Regions from separate parts of the Gossypium hirsutum genome. Here region 2 is linked to region 1. Evidence: chromatin contacts called from public Hi-C data. All regions are on one chromosome and are shown on one strand. Each heading gives the region's core, a stretch centred on a gene start, on an enhancer-like site or on the middle of the called end of the contact. The rest is flanking DNA. Distances are from core to core; before and after follow the strand shown.

Region 1 (5,537 bases), core at 1,985-4,484:
AGACTGATTTCCTCTAGAAATTCCTGAACAGAAAACGACGGTTCCTCTAAAACCAAATGTCGATCCAAATCGCCTTCAGCTTCTTTTGCAAGACAGTCTGCAACTTTGATATTACTTCTATGAATATGCCTGAACTTTAGCTGCCATTTTTTAGAGCAATATCTATGAATCATTCTTATTTCCTCACAGTGCTTACTACTGCCAAACCATCCTGCAAGGATTTTATCAGCATCACATTATCACTTTCAACCTTCACTTGCCTGAAGCCTTTCTCCCAAGCTAGTTGAATACCTTCAAGAACAGCTCGAGCCTCAATCTGAAAAGTATTTGCCATGCCAGTAGTCATCGTGAAGCCAATTAACCAACCCCCATTAGGACCCCTACTCGCTCCACCTACTGACGCCTTTAAACTACAATGGGAAACCGACCCATTCACATTAACCTTGACCCATCCACAAGCAGGAAGCTACCAATGTTTTTCCGTCATAGTCGAACAGGACCACTTCTCTAAATCCCCTTCAAGATTAAAGGATTTTGTCCATGCACTAGCCCAAGAGATAATATCTTTGTTATTTCCAAATATTCTTCGTAAATCCACAATCCCTTATCACGTGGATTGTAGACTCGACTACATTTCCACACAGTTCACAATAAGGTGAATGGGTCATGCCTCGCCTTACACGTTCTTCATTTGTCAATAGTCTGCCACGAATAAACAACCATAGAAACATTCTTACCCTTTGTGGAGTAGCAGTATTCCAAATCAGCTTCTCATTACCACTTTGACCTGATCTATCAAAACCAAATATGTTTTTATACGATTCTGCAACTGAAAATTTCCCAGTTGTCACCCATCGCCAAGAAATAAAATGGGGCCCTGCTAGCCCGCGAAGGTCCTTTACACGCCAAAATACCATTTATCGCATGTCGAGGAAGAACCGAATCTAGCCATTGCAAGTTCCATATGCTTTCCGATCTAACAACATCACATACACGAGTGGACTCATCCAAATTCCCTTGCCCAGTATAAAGGTACTTTAAAAGCCCCACATCTTTCAACCAAACATCATTCCAAAAATTAATCATTTGTTCATACCGTACCGTCCAGACGAGGCCTTTTTTAGCCTTATCCCAAACATGAGATAAAGAATATGATCCGGAATCAGCCCATGAATACGATATTTGTTACGTAAAACTCTAACCCAAAATGTGTCTGCACTTGTAATCAAATTAAATCCAAGTTTTAAGAGAAACGGTTCGCTCTGATCTTGCAACCGACGTATACCAAGACCCCCATTTACAAGTGGCTTACAACAGTCCTTCCAATTGACCAAAGATGGTTTGTGTCCTGAGGAAGAAGCCCCCCACAGGAAACCACGAGCTATTTTTTCTATTTCCTTACCAATTGTGGTTGGGATTCTGGCCGTTGTCATAAAATAATTAGGACTCGTCATTAAGACGGATTTCACCAACGTAAGCCGACCAACCAAGGAAAGGCTACGCATGTCCCGACCGGAGAGACGATTCTGAACTTAATCCAATATAAACTGGAAATTATTAACCCCCTAGATCCGTGACCATGGTAAACCCGAGTTTGATTCGAATGCTTTCAGCAGCTTCATCCAATACATTATTCGAAAAAAATAATTTTGTTTTCTGATAATTAATACAAGAATCTATTTAAGACACTCTGATTGCAAAATAAAACCAAATCATCACCGAAGAACATGTGGGATAATCCTGGCCCACGACGAGAAAGCATTAACGGTTCCCAAAGTTGCTTTTCTATGACCGACTCAATCAAATGTCCTAGAACAAAATTAAAGATACGGGGACAGTGGATCTCCTTGCCGTAGCCCTCTAAATGGAGTGAAGGACTTAGAGATAGAATCGTTCCATAGAAGTTGCATGGAAGCTGAAGTCACACACACTATGATCATATTTATCAACCTTTCCGGTAATCCAACGTCAGACAGGGTATCACAAAGAAAATCCCATCGAACCCTATCACAAGCCTTTTCGAGATCTACCGTCCTACTTTTGGTGTTTCTCATTGTGTCAATTGCCTCTTGGGAAATTATGATATTATCCGAGATATCCCGTGAAGGAACAAAACTTGACTGATTTTATTTCACCAAGATTTGCATAAGACTCCGGAGGCAGATTACAATTGTTTTTGTAATGATCTTGTACAGGGATAGTACACAGACTAATGGGTCAAAATTGACTCATTGTATCCGCACCACTCTTTTTCAGGGCAAGAACTAAAAGTGTTCGATTTAGGCTAGGATCCAACCTACCTTCACAAAAAACACCATCAACCAACTTGAAGATGCTATTACCTACGATATCCCAGTGAGACTGGTAAAATTTAGTATGTATCCCATCTATTCCAGGTGCCTTATGAGGGGCCATACTGAAAACAGATTGACGAACTTCCTCCATAATAATGTCGCTGTTAAGACTCTCCATAGATTCTTGGCTAATCTTCGGAAAATATCCCTTACTAGGAAATTCCTCAGTCGAATAATTGTCAACTATGTAAAGATTCGAAAAATGATCCACAGCATGATTTTTTAGAGATGTCGCATCATAACACTATTCAACCCCATCCATCTTCAAGGCTTCAATCCTATTCATTTTCCGCCTTTTTAAAGTACGATTGTGAAAGAAGAGAGTATTGCGATCACCGTTAGAAAGCCACTCACATCGGGATTTCTAGGCCCAAAAAAGCTCCTCCCGATTCAAAATAGACTCTATTTCACACTGAAGTTCTGTCTCCTTTTCCCTTGGTTGAGTAGAATTATACTTCTCCAAGGCACCTTGAACCCGTTTTAACTCCCCCAAAGCTTTTTTCTTCCTTGCAAAGATATTCCCAAAAATAGTTTTGTTCCAATCCTGAACCAAATTGATAAAGTTGCTCACGTTGTCCACAATATTACTTTCAACTCTCCAGGATTTTGTAACAACTTCCAGAAATTCTGGCTGGGTTAACCAGCTGGCCAGAAATCTATTAAAACTTCCAATTCATCCGTTGGCCGCTGTCCAAATATTTCCCCTCTTTCACCTTTCAAAACTATTTCTGGAAGCCTTCCCATTTCTCCTTCACCCAAAGAAATCCCTCTGTTTGTTGAAATCCATACATCCAAATTTCTTCTTTTGTCTAAACCATGTCCGACTGCTTGAAACGTCATTGGGACTGAGTTAGCTTCTCTCAATTTTGGATCCATTTTGGATCCATCATCAAATGGATTTTCCTTAGACCCAAGTGAAAGCCCATTTATATTAACAGGCAGTGTGTGAAGTTTTTGGTAGGCCATTTATAGTAATAGCTTTTCCCTTATTTTTTGCAAGTCCTGTCTTAAAAGTTTTTCTCAAACTCTAAACTCTAAACTTATTAAAAAAACATAAGAATTCTGTACAAGCTACATTTTCCTTGTAAAAAAAAATCAAACTACATTTGTACAAGATAATAATTATCAAACCATTGGTCAAAGACAATTTTTATATTCTATTTAAGCTAACCCAAAACAAAAAAAAATTAAAAGAAAATTTTTTTATCTAGAACTAGAATACATTGAGAAATCAAGTAAGATAACAAATGAAGAAGAAATTGACTATGACATTGTTAAAGAATATATCCAAGACATCATTTTATGGCATCATAAATAATTTGAGATATGACATGTAGTACAAACGATAAATAAGATACTACAAATTAATGTGCAAATGTCATGTCCGTAAAATAATTCCAAAAGAGGAGAAAAACAAACTGACAATGAAACACAACATAGGAAGAATTCAAAAACAAACTAGAAATGCATCACCTTGATTAAACCACAACACTATAAAACATGCCTATTTTTATGTAAAAAAGTTATTTAGAAATATTTAATATCGTTTATAGATATTTAACATGTTTAAGATATTTTGTTGGAAAAATTGTATTTTATGGGAATTTTGAGGCATATTCTTAATAGGTAAAGGTGGAGAGTTGAATTATAAAATTATGGTTTCATATTCTAATCCATGAGACTTTTACAACGGTATATCATATGCTCAAAATGGTTGAGTGATGAATGAGAAACTGATGCTCAAAGTAAGCTACTTGGAAATATTTGTTGAGGAAAAGTAAAAGCTTAGATCCCACATTGGTTAAATACCAAGTGTGAGATGTGTATATGTATGGGAACCCTCTTAAAAGATGATTGAATGACTAAGCTTGGAATCATGTCTCACGCGCAAGAGGTGCAAGTCCAAACTTGTTTGGGTTTGGGCACCCTTGCACGACGTGAGCGACGCAAAATGTCCGGACTGGTCGGGCCCAAAATGAGCTTGTGAATATTTTTAGCCCAACACAAAATCATTTTTCCTCAGCAGACATACAAAACTGTTTATAAAAGGACATTTATCTTATTTTATTTGATTCCAATCAATTTGATTTAATTTTAATTAAATTGATTTGTTGGCTCCTTTAATGGAAGATTTTGTGGAAATTTCCTAAATTCCACCATACTAAATGCCTATAAAAGACTATGAATTTTGAAGAATTTTTTTTAACACTGATATTCTCTCACACCGAATTTATTTTGCTCTCAAAATTCTTCTTTTCCAACGTTCCAGTGATAGAAAAAGACAATATTTGTTCGTTAATCGCTATAGAGGTGCTACTATTTTGATCGTTGTGTTGTTGTATCCTGGGAGACATTCGACCAACGTTTCTCAAAGTATCGTAGGAGTAGTCGAATCTGTCTTAAGGAAACTGGGTTAAACAGGCCTCAACATTTAGTAAATCTTTATTCTTCCTTTCGATTTCAACTTTTTGTTACGGTTTTTATTGGTTTACGTATTTAAAAATTTTAATATAGATTATTCTATTTATATTTTATTTTATATATAAATATGTATTTATTTATATTTAATTATTTTATTCGCTAACGTATTTTGTCCAACATACATTACCATTCAACCTTGGATTTGTTTACGTGTCGACTTGCTTTGCTAAATGTTTACAAGTATTAATTAAACAACTATTTATCTTTAAAATTGTTCGAATCATAGCTTGAACCGACCCGACTCGACCTATGAACATCTTTGAAACAAAATTGTCTGGTATTTATCTTTTTAGATAAGGTCCACGCGAAAAAAAGTTGGATAACACTAGAGGGAGAAGAGGGTGTAATTTGCAAACTCTTTAACTACTTCTCCACCGTAAAATTGAAAATGAATAAAAAAAACAAAATTGTTATGAATATCTTATTAAGTGGATGTCTATCATGATTAAGATAAAATTTTGATGTACTTTAAATTCTAATAGTTATTAGAATTAGATCTCTACTTTTTTTTATACTTCTTATGCCTATAAATAGAGACTCTGATGAAGTATTGTAATTATCCATTTGATTAATAAAGTACATTCTTTATTACTTTCATATTTTCTTTATTCTTTATTCTCTCCATCTCTCTTTATTTTATAACACGTTATCAGTATGATAATTCTCTATTTTTTCAAAATCTTTCGAAACCGTCCTACAAAT
Region 2 (5,537 bases), core at 962-3,461, 43 kb before region 1:
TAAATTTCTCCAAAAAAGGGGAGATACATAGTTGATACAAAGTTTAGAAAGTCGTTCAAATAAGAGGTACATACAATTTCAATTTTAACATCCCTACCTTGTGCATTTTCAAAAGCTCCAATAAACCAGTTATTAGTAACAATCAAATAAAGCAATAGAGATTAGGAACTAGTGAAAACCAGCATATGACAATAAGAAAGGTTATTTTTGTAAAACAGCCTCTTACAATATTAGTAACCCCTTGCTGATTCTCAAGAATTCTAGCATAGAAAAAATTATCAAAAAGGAATATGGAACCGGGTTATTACAATTAGCAGATAAAAGGCTCCCTCCCCAATTGAAAACAGAAAGGAAAGGCCATTAGAGCAGAGAAAGAGGTATACCGTCCCAGTGGGTCACGACTAATCCATTTATAGTGCAACATTTACATCACAATGGCTATGGGAAACAACTTGCAAGTTTACTCTAATTATTATTTCTGTGGGAAACAACTGTTTCTATAATTTCAATTCTCGTGCTACCTTCCAATCTTATTATTTCCCAGAGACTATCTGAAATCTTGCCCATCACTTTGTTCCTAATCATTATAAAAAATTCAAGTGTCACATTAACATCTACATTATTGACTACATGGAAACAACCAACAAGAACTTATAGCTGGTGAAGCATATGTGAAGATTAAGTGAAAAATCTAACATACTCTTGAATAGCTTCGGGAACTCTGAGTTGATATTATTCTCACAAACTTCTCCCAATTTATACTTATATCCATATCTTATTATTCCCAATGCTGAAATTTTTAATAACTAGATTTCGCATAAATAAAACACACCATAAAGAAATATGCAAGAATTTTATTCGGGAACACGCATTATTTCAACTAAGAAATCCAGTATGTATTCTTAATTTTCACTCTTATATGCATATATACACATATAAATGAAGTTCTTAAGTTTAAAGTCCTAAATAACTTTGACAACAAGGTCCACTTACCCAACCTCATCATGTATGGCATCTGATAGTTCCCTTACTTTCATGTTTTCAGAGCCAAGACAGTTAAGTGCTGCCGACTGCTTCACAGCTAAAATGATGTTGTTGCGTAATTCTAAGGTAAATTTATTACTTTATTCAGAACATATTATAAAGGGACACTGTAAGAATGCCGCTATTTACTTTATATTCATTTAAAGTAATAAATATACGAAGGTTGCATTCGGCGTGTTCTTGAGTTGACAGAGTCATTCTTTGAATCCATTAGGAAAGAAAGCAAGTATAAAATACATAGCTCGAGCTGAACAACTGCTTTTATCTAAACAAGTTGAATCAAGCTATTTGGCTTGTTTTCGAAAAGCATAGGCTGATAATCGATATACAATAATCACATTTGTCAACAATCTATAGCAGCAAAGCAGCTTAATCAAACATGGCCTTGAATTTGAAATTAATAAATTTTACCCAGATATAATAATCAAATTAAATTCCATGAAAATACCCAAAACTCAAAATCAAGACAAAACTCATTCAAGCAAACAATCACAGACAACAAGCATCCATGATTTCCAGGTTACCCTAAAGTTCAGCATTCTAAAACTTTTACCTTAATCCTAGAAAAAATATATAAAAGCTAAAAAAAGTAGATAATATTGGTGATTAAAAAAAGAAGAAGAAAGAACATACGTTGTCCTTAAGCTTGCGGACGATTTTGAGACGGAGCTTGTCGAAGTCACCATCGTCCTTGAGCTTTGCAATTACCTCTTCTTTCATAATCTTCTTGTTTTCTTCTCCCATCGGTTCCTTTGCATTCAATCTGTTGGAAAAAAATACCTTTCTCTTTTATGTTTCTATTAACAGGAAAAGGGGAAGAACATAAGAAGGAAATATCATAAAGTTTCTTTTATGTTTCATTTTAGTTCCTGATAAAATGAAGAAAAGAAATGTAGGAGAAGATAAAGCTGAGGGCAGAAAAGTTTCTAACTACCCAAACGTAAGAAGGAAAAATCATAAAAAAGGAAAAAAAAAAATTACCTCTGCAATTTGGAAAAGAAAGAAATGTAGGAGAAGATGAAGTTGAGGGCAGAAAATGAAAAATAGGAAAGAAACAGTGGATGAAATCCCTACTCAGCGTTGAAGGGAATGAACGGCTATTATAGTCGATGGGTGTAATAGGGCCTGAATGGAATCAGGCTGTAATGATATTACAGCCAACCAAACTAACGTTTGGTGGTGGGTAATTGAATAGGCAAGGAATGGAATGGCTATTCATGCCAACCAAACATGTTGTAAAAGTCCTGTTTCGTATTTCAGCTACACCATTCATACTCGGTGATCATGGCATGGTGTATTGTGGGACAATACTGCATTCCTTTAGGAATTTCGCAAATGGTCCTGAACATTGTTCACCTAAGCCATCATATCTACCGTAGTACTCACCACCATGATCAGATCTGACGTTTTTAATCCTTTTGTTAAGTTGATTCTCAACTTCAGCTTTATAAGCTTTGAACACGTCTAGAGATTGAGATTTCTCATTAATTAGATATAGGTACCCTTAATGTGAGTAATCATCTATGAATGTTATGAAATATTGTTGACCATTCTAGGATGCCGTAGGGAATAGCTTAAAAATATCTGTATGAATTAAATCTAAGACGTCCGAAGATCTGTTGGCACCCAATCTCTTGGTTTTGGTTTGTTTTCCCTTAATGCAATTGACACAAACATCAAAATTTGTGAAGTCAAGGGACTCTAAAATACCATCAGACACAAGGCGTTCAACTCTAACTTTTGAGATATGACCTAAGCGCTTATGCCATAATGATGTTGAATTTTCCTTTTTTAATTTATGTTTAATACCACGTGATTTTACATGCAAGGTTTCATTTTATGATGAAATTGTTTCTAGCAAATAAAGGTTGTTATAAGTATTTAAATAACCAGTTCCAACAACATTCAAATCTAAAGACAAACTAAATTGATTGTTTTCGAATGAACAATAATATACAAATTTGTCCAACGAAGAAACATAAACTAAATTCCGTCTAAATGACGGTACAATAAAAGTGTCTTTTAAATCCAAATAAAAACTAGTTCCTAATAACAACCTAAAATGGCCAATCACTTCCACTTCAACCGATTTTCCATCGCCCACGAAGATGTGTCTTTCACCATCACTTGGCTTTCAGTAACTCAAGTAACCCTGCATAGCAACACTTATGTAAAGCTAAATTAACCTCAAAACAGACCAAATTAAGAATTATACCTTTCTTTGCACGCCAGGCATGATATTTGGTACAATCTTTCTTCACGTGTCCAGACTTGTTACAAAAGAAACAACTCTCTATAGCTTGTTGTCGTTTCTTTTGAGCTGGACCCTTAGCAGCTTCATTATGATATTTTCTTTTCTTTCCCTTTTCTTTAGGGGCATTGGCCAAATGGGCACTTTTAGATTTATCACGCTTCAACCTTTCTTCCTCTTACACACAATTATAAATGAGCTCGTTTAGAGTCCATTTCTTCTTTTGACAGTTGTAACTAATTTTAAATTGATTAAATTGCGCAAGAAGCGATACCAAAACCATAAGAACAAGCAATTCCTCAGAAAGCTCGATTTTAAGTGCCTTAAGTCTTGAAGTAGTATGAAACATCTCCATAATGTACTCCCTTACATTTCCTTGACCTTTATACTTCATAGACATCAAAGAAGTCAAAAGTGATGTCATCTCAACCTTATCGTTTTTAGCAAAACGTTTCTCAATTTCATCAAGGAAACTTTTGGCCTAAGTAATCTCTTCAGATTTTGTGCCCCTAAAGGCTTCTGGAATGCTGTGTTTCATGATCATTAGACTCATGCAATTTGAATTATCCCACCTCTCAAAATCCCTCTTATTATCAGGGGTGCTTTCCGTAGTGAGAGGTGCAGGTTGTTCTTCCCTTAGTGCAAGGTCTATGTCCATACAGCCAAGCACTGTAAGTAGGTGCCTTTTCCATTTCTTAAAATTAGTCCCATTAAGTATGGGTATAGCATTTATATTAGTAGATATTGTGGCAGTATAAGATGAACTAGCTGAATATAGAACAAATAAAAAACAAGCTCAAACCAATATTCATAAATAAACAATAAATTCAAGATAATGGCTAATCTCATCTAAAGATACCAAACACAACATTAATATCAAGTCTTTAGACAGTAATATTAACAGTAAGCAATACTCTTCTTGTAGCAATCAATCATTGACAATAAATTATGTCAAACAATTAATTAATCTTTGGACTAACTTATTGCTCACATAAAATACCTTATAATTATCACACATTTATCACCACAGATGGCGTTGAAATTCTGCCAAATATTAACTTACCTTTGGGTCAATCAATAAACGCATGAATCATAAAAACATATAATCATCTTAATATTTCAAATAAACTAATCTACATAAAAGAGATCACTTTGGCGGCATTTTGTTTCAACTAATCTATTTAAAATATTAGACCTCCTTAATTAAAAGTCAAAATTTAAATTTATTTATCTCAAAATATTTACCTTAATCTTATATTTCAATCAAATTAAAAGATAATTGTGTATATATATATGTATTTATATACTTTTCCAAAACAACATGCATATATTATATATGTATATAATCAAAATATATATATGAATTAAGTATGCATCTCATACAATATTGAATCAATCATAACATGCATATATTATATATTTATATATAAACGAAACATCAATTTCTATGCTGTGAACTTTCTTTTATTTTTTAATTAACTAAATGTCGTGTAGGTTTTTATTTTAATAGAAATTGAAACACAGCCAAGCAATAAAAATCTTGAATTTAATATCATCATTCGCTAAAGTAATATTATATAAGTATTTTAAATTTTATAATTAAATTCATCAATTCGAAAATCGCCCAAATTAAAAATTAAGATAAAACTCTAATATTTTAATATGAATTCAAGATAATCAAGATCTAAAAAAAATATTTTAATATAAACATTCAAAGGTCGGTATATATATCTGAAATATAAAACTCATGAAATTTCATGAATCAATCATTCAAATGAAAAACCTTAATCAATTCCCAATGATTCAATATGACGAGGCCCGGATGTCGTTTGTTTGAATCATAAATTAATATATTATATAAAACTTAAGAAATTATAAATCTGGATCTATATGTCAAATCATCAAGAACAAAACAAGAATAAAACTAGATGCGGAAGCGTACCTCAATCCATGAATTCCTTGAAATTTTTTTTCCGGATCTTAGGAATTTGATCTTCCAAATTAACACACAAGAAATTCAGAGAATATTTGCTCTCTCTTTCTTAAGGATGAGATATTAGAAAAGATATCTTATATGTAGTAATTTGGAGACCATAACCCTAATATTTATAACTTTGGGATGTTAGCCCTAATTCCTAATTAGCTCATCATTAATTAAAATTTGATTAGAACTTGATCCATACTTTATTTAATAATTAAAGCTCAATAAAACTTTAACGAAATTAGATCACTTTTAATTTGG

Evidence for each region. Hi-C and Micro-C count contacts between places; a contact is called where the count stands out from the background.
Region 2: a contact with region 1 is called in a Hi-C map of leaf, with 1.7 times the contacts expected there. The contact joins the promoter of LOC107914943 here to the enhancer-like site in region 1. A contact is called at or near these places in 4 of 34 Hi-C or Micro-C datasets (hypocotyl, leaf and petal).

The regions. Positions count from the first base shown.
Region 1 is chrD10:46,074,743-46,080,279 of Gossypium_hirsutum_v2.1, reverse strand. No RefSeq gene overlaps it. Among protein-coding and RNA genes, the nearest start is that of LOC107914956, 13 kb to the right of the region's middle. Within about 2 kb of position 3,234, at least 8 of the 9 cell types and tissues checked have an H3K27ac peak or open chromatin away from gene starts, as enhancers often do. A contact at or near this core is called in hypocotyl and leaf, where this site is marked.
Region 2 is chrD10:46,116,934-46,122,470 of Gossypium_hirsutum_v2.1, reverse strand. LOC107914943 reads right to left here and starts at 2,211. Exons shown (of 3, transcript XR_001689101.2): 1 at 2,026-2,211; 2 at 1,678-1,807.